2 separate regions of the Sus scrofa genome follow, and region 1 is linked to region 2. Evidence: chromatin contacts called from public Hi-C data. All regions are on one chromosome and are shown on one strand. The core of a region is the stretch at or near the end of the contact, and the rest is flanking DNA. Distances in the headings are between cores, read along the strand shown. Region 1 overlaps NSMCE2 (E3 SUMO-protein ligase NSE2). Region 2 has its middle 130 kb from the start of TRIB1.

The links. A called contact is a pair of places that touch in the nucleus more often than the background predicts.
Region 1: a contact with region 2 is called in a Hi-C map of liver, with 10 times the contacts expected there. A contact is called at or near these places in 1 of 47 Hi-C or Micro-C datasets (liver) and 1 of 2 datasets of targeted methods (alveolar macrophages).

What each region holds. Positions count from the first base shown.
Region 1 is chr4:14,440,602-14,443,533 of Sscrofa11.1, reverse strand. All of the region lies in intron 4 of NSMCE2 (E3 SUMO-protein ligase NSE2), which reads left to right. Among named protein-coding and RNA genes, the nearest start is that of TRIB1, 140 kb to the right of the region's middle.
Region 2 is chr4:14,165,161-14,168,246 of Sscrofa11.1, reverse strand. No RefSeq gene overlaps it. Among named protein-coding and RNA genes, the nearest start is that of TRIB1, 130 kb to the left of the region's middle.

The DNA.
Region 1 (2,932 bases), core at 339-2,838, 280 kb before region 2:
TTTATCTTATCATACTCATATTACATGTTTATTGTCCATCTTAACTTCTTAGGCCATGTTTGTGACTTCACGTATTCAAAAATCTTAGCATTTAATTCTAGGAAAGGGCAAGATAAGGAAAAAGTGAAAGTAACAAAATGACTAAGTCCCACTGCCCCCCAGGAGGTTGGGGGATGTTGCTGGAAATAGTCATATAACTAAGTCTTCCAGTATATCCAGGGAAGGAATTTCCAATTTCCAGTGACATCCAGTGAAGTGACATCATTTCAGCTAACTGACCAGCCAGGCCTTGTATCAGGGAGTCTTCTGTGGCAGTTCACTGGAGCTTTAACACTACACATAGCAGCAAGAAAATAATTATAGAAATGGTTTTTTTGTTTTTTTTGTTTTTTGGGTTTTTTTGTGTACATATAAAGCTGTGTGGTATAGTGGAAAGAAAACTGGCTTTGGAGCTCAGTAGACCTGGGTTGAAATCTCTCCCAAGAGGAAGCTGGATGACACCACACCAGGTTCTTTCCAGCAGCAGTGTAGGAAGGATTAGATAATGATGTATGTCAGCTGCCTGGCATGGAACCCCACAATTAGGGCTTCATAAATGGTTGCTGTTATTTTTAAGCTCATTCAGAGACAAGATGTAATGCTCTAAGGGCCTTTTGATTTTTCCGTTGAATGACTGGACCAGGTAAATTCAACTTTTGAGGAATTACAGCCTCTTACAAGAAGCCAGTGAAACATTTTGATATTGGAGTCAACTAGACACACTATCAGCCCTTGTTCACTGACAAATATGGGCAGGTAATTTCAAGAGGTCAGTCATCAGTGTGTGCCTTCCAAAACATTATAGTCATGTTACAGTAAACTTTTTATATTTGTTGCGTCACAAAGATTTATTGAAGTGATAAAAGTTATTATGGAAAACAGTGTGCGGTAACTATGGTAACAGTTATTTGATCTCACAGTAATTAGCTAAGCATTTAGTTGCACAAGACTTTCACAATGCCTTCCTGGTTAGTTCATTAAACAAAATTAGCTTTTGTTTGAACTGCCTTTCTGTAGCGTCCTAAATTTGGTTTTAGTTCAAAAGAATTGAAAAGTGGGTTTTAAAACTACCTTTCCAGCCTACAGTTTGTGAACATATTTGAAGTTGCAACTGGTTGTTATCTAATTCTTCCTACCGCAGTATGATTGTGATTCATCACTGTCCTCTGAAGTGTGCCTTTCAGGTCACTGGAGTGGGCTAGGAAGTGGGCAGAAAAGTTGGAGGCTCGTTTCTTAATTCTAGCCCTGTTTCTGGCTCCATTGGTGGATTGGAGTCAGCTGGTGCCCTTCCATGACGTAGTTTCTATACCTGTGGAATTGGGTTGCTGTATTATGTGTGAGAATTTGAGATCTCTTGAATGTGGTCATTTCTTGAGAACCTGCTGGTGCTCTGATGGCACCTGGAGCTGGTAGGTGCCCAGTTTTCTCAAGCCCTCCCCCACACCTCACCCCCCCAACCGCCCCAGGTGCCTCTTCTGCCCTGTTCAGCATAACTCATGCTGCATTCAAGTTCCTCTCCTTTTGCAAGATGGATGGGACTGCCGGTGATTCACCGACGTGGTGATGTCACTCTCCAGGGACTTGCAGAGCTCTTGAGAAGGGGCCTCTGCACCTGGGTTCAAGGAAGGTTTCCCGACCCCATGACTCCTCCCTGTTCGCCCCCAGCATCCAGGTGAAGCCTAACCCCTACGGTTTGATAGGTGGAGGAACCTGAGCGCAGTGGAAAACTTCAAGCATTCAAGATTTCACAACAGACAAATAATGAAAATGAAACCAAAAAATGTTTTAACTCATTTACTAAAACTGAGGCGGTTCCAAGATCAAGTAGCACAACAGGGTTTTTAAACATTCAGTGAAAGTTCCTAGTACTGATTTCATTTTAATTCCTGTCAATGTAGTGATTTTATTTTTAGTTCACCTACTTTTTTAAAGACACGACTAGGTTTTAAAAACTAGTTGCTAGTGTTCCCATTGTGGCTCAGTGGTCATGAACCCAACTAGGATCCATGAGGACGAGGGTTTGATCCCTGGCCTCGATCAGTGAGTTAAGGATCCCACGTTGCCGTGAGCTGTGGTGTAGGTCCCAGGTGCCGCTCAGATCTGGCATTGCTGTGGCCGTGGCGTAGGCTGGCAGCTGTAGCTCAGATTCGACCCATAGTCTGGGAACTTCCATATGCCACAGGTGTGGCCCTAAAAAGACACACAAAAAAGAATAAAATAAAAACTAGTTGCTTTCTGAATTGTGAGGCAAGTTCCTCTCCCAATTGACTGGATATCAGCTACCAGTTTTCCACTGGGCAAATGTTTTGGGGGCCAGAACATTGCCAGTTCTGGTCATGTTTATTTGCATGACTAGACTGATTTCTATAGGATAAATGAATCTTCAGTTTCACTAACTAGGGTTAGACTTCTAATGATAGGAATCTATTTGTGCTTGATTGGTCTTGACATTTTTCTGGCCAATCCGAAGAGAATGAAGATAATAATAGAATAAGTTATCCCAGGTGGCTTCAGCACCTGATCCATTTCTTTTTCCCCCTTTTCCCTATTTTTGCTTTTATCCTGTATGATTTTGATGGCTAAGCTGGAAAGGACTCTTCACTCCTCTCTTCGTTTTCACATATGCTTCAGAGAATAGTGTCTTTCATACCATTTAGGAAAAATGTGACGTCCTTTGATTCAACTCTCGTTGCAGTTGCCATGAAACTTTCCCCAGTTTCTCTCCTACCCTGTCCCCTGTTCCCTGACTCTCCTGTGTCATTTGTACCTAATTCTTAGGCATATTTAACATTGTATATTATAACTTTGGGTTAAAAACAATCTTCCTCAGGGGGCTGTGAACACCCCCAGAGGTAAACCACTCCTGTGCCTCCCTGTATCTTCCTGTGGTACC
Region 2 (3,086 bases), core at 262-2,761:
TTATATATATACTAATAGAGTTAGGCTGAGTTCCAGGAGCTGAAATGAACCCATTCCTTCCTCCTCTTCAACCAGAGTAACAGGCCTTCCTTGGCCTCACACGCACTTTCAGCTGCCCTTTTTGGATCCCTTTATCTCTTTCAAACTTCTCAGGCTGTTTTCTTTAGTTTGAGCTCCCTTGCAGTAAACTCCTGGGCTGGGGGAGCATGCTGTGCCTTCTCCAGAGTGGGAGGGAGAGCGCAAGCATCTTACAGCCAAGTAGCTCTGGGCCTCATCCCCGCCCCCAACCCCGCCACCCCTGGCCCCAGAAAATGTAGCTCGAAACTGCATCCCTCTCGGTGTTGTAAGGATTGACCAGGATCGTATGTATCCAAAAGCCCGGTAGACCCTAGGCCCTTCCCAAACAGAGTGACTGTCCTCTGGCTATGTCTGGGGACAGTTCTGTGGCCCCGAGATTCACTGCACATGTTGCAGGTATCCTAACAGGAGGGGCCCTGCTGGAAATTTAACTTGGGCACAATCTCATTCTCTCCTTTAGCAGGGAAGTTGCCAGATCCATCAGGGGACACACAAGAGAAGAAAGGCTGCAAGGCCAGCTGCCCTGAGCAGGCAGGTACACAGCAAGCAGCACTCACGCTCTTGAGAGGAGGATAAGATGTTTCCCTTTTTGGAAATTTCAAAGAGGGAAGGTCTTTCCTGCAGTGCTCACGAGGCAGGGAGAAAGGGATTTGAGAGGATGGAAAACAGAATCAGTCCTGATTTAGTTTTCCTGCTGTCTCTTTTTTTTTTTTTTTTTTTTTTGTCTTTTTGCCTTTTCTAGGGCCACACCCGCGGCATATGGAGGTTCCCAGGCTAGGGGTCTAATGGGAGCTGTAGCCACTGGCCTACGCCACAGCCACAGACACTTGGGATCCAAGCCGCATCTGCAACCTACACCACAGCTCATGGCAGTGCTAGATCCTTAACCACTGAGCAAGGCCAGGGATCGAACCCGCAACCCCATGGTTCCTAGTCGGATTCGTTAACCACTGAGCCATGACGGGAACTCCGCGGCTGTCTTCTTATAACCTGGGAAATAGCCGAGTGTGAGAAAAATGAATTAGGAGAATTGTACTGTGGGAGTTCTCCATGGGGCCCCCAACTGCAGGTCGCGGACTTGGTTTTGACATTTGTCCAGATCCAAGAACTCACATAGGCATGATTTCAACAGTGACACGATGTGGTGGTAAGAATTCGTGGTGGCTGTAACCTGAAGGGACTCCAGCTCCTCTGTGACCGGTGAACGGGAGCCCTCATTTCTGTTTTCACTGGGCCTGTGTCCGAGGCTTTGGGACAATTCATTGGGCAGGGAGGAGACCTCCTGAGGGAGATGCTGGACTTTCTGCTTGTAATGTTGATGTGCGCTTAAGAGACTAATTGGAAAATTCAGTGGAGTGTGGCCATATCTGTGCTCTGAGTTTATGGAGCCGTTCATACCAGTTCCACGAATCATCCCAGAGGGCGTGGTGACATGCTGAGAGAGAGTTGGCCCTAGGTAACTTTTGTTTTTAGGATATGGGATGAATAGCTCTTTGAGAGTCTAGCAGGGGCTAGTCTGCTTCCTGGGAAAGGAGGTGGAAAAGGTAGGGTTGGGGTCCAGTCCGAAGCCTGGTTACCTCAGCTCACAGGGTCTGTCAGAGGCAATAGTGGGGGAAGTGGTAAGTACAGGTGACTTCTGGGCCGCCTGGCCAAGGGGTCTAGAGTGAGGCTAACCGCGGACTGAGGGGCCTGAGCCTTGTCGCCTGAGGGCTGGTTCTGCTTCCAAGATGGCGCGCACCCGGGCCTCTGGGCCCCGTCAGCCCTCGAAGGCCTCATCCACCATCCGTTCTCAAAAAACAGCCAGCGCGGCAGCTCCGGGTGGCCAGGATTGCGACACCAAATGTGTTTGTTCCCGTGTTTGTGAAATACCTCAGAGGCACCGTTCCAGTCCCACCTGACTAGTTTTCTGATTTGCCACATGGCCCTGGCTCCATCTGCCAATCCTCAACCGGGGCTGACTGGTCAGAGAGTTTGAGGTGTGGGTTCAGAGCATAAGCGACCTCATTCCTGTCTTCCTGAGTGAGGAGATTTTTGCCTGCCTGAAACTTCTGAACATCACTGGTTGGGCTTGGAGGCAGTGCTGGGGCCCTGGGGTGATGGTGTGACCTTGGGCCAGTCAACCTCTCAGAACCTTTTGTCCCTTTTAATGCATGAAGAGGATAATAATTCCTATCTTGCAGGATTGTGACCCATAAGAGTATCACCCGATGAAAAGTCGGGATACCAGCTCACTCACCGGGCTTCCTGCCCCTAAAGGTCGCCGAAAGCACAGTTGACCTCAAATTTCTGAGTTGTTAAAATTCAATCTTGCATTTAATTCTTGCAAATGAATTACTGTCAGCATTTGACTGAGAGCAGGAAGAAGAGGCCTGGCTAATATGTAACATCATGGGAACTCAGAAGCCCTGGAAATTGGCTCAAGAACATGGCAGCAGGACGACTCAGCCCAAGAAATGGGGCTGCAGGGGACATTTGACCTAACGCATCATGTCATTCATCAGCCTCCTTCCGCCAAGGGGAAAAAGCTGAAGTTGGGGAGGGGACGGGCTAAGAATTACTGGGCTTCTGTTGTATGCCGATCACTGAGACAGTAAGAGAGGAGTTTGGCATATATTTTCTCATCTCCTGAAAAGGAAGCGGCATTACCTCCAAATAACAATCACTCATTTAATAAATATTTAGTGAGTGGTTATTATGTACTAGGTATTGCTCTTGGAACTAGAACAGGTGAGAAAACAGAGTGGTGATACGGTTTTCTCAAAGTCACCCAGCTCCTATGTGGCAGATCAAGATAAGAGCCCATCTTTTCTGAAGCTTATTCCATGGTTGTTTTCATTCCGAAATGCTGCACAGACACAGACACAGACACAGACACAGACACAGACACAGATACACAGATATGCACACACATATATACACACACACAGACACATCTGCATTCACATGCACATACCTGCACACACACACACCAACATACACACTCACACACCAGGCAATGTACCCAAACT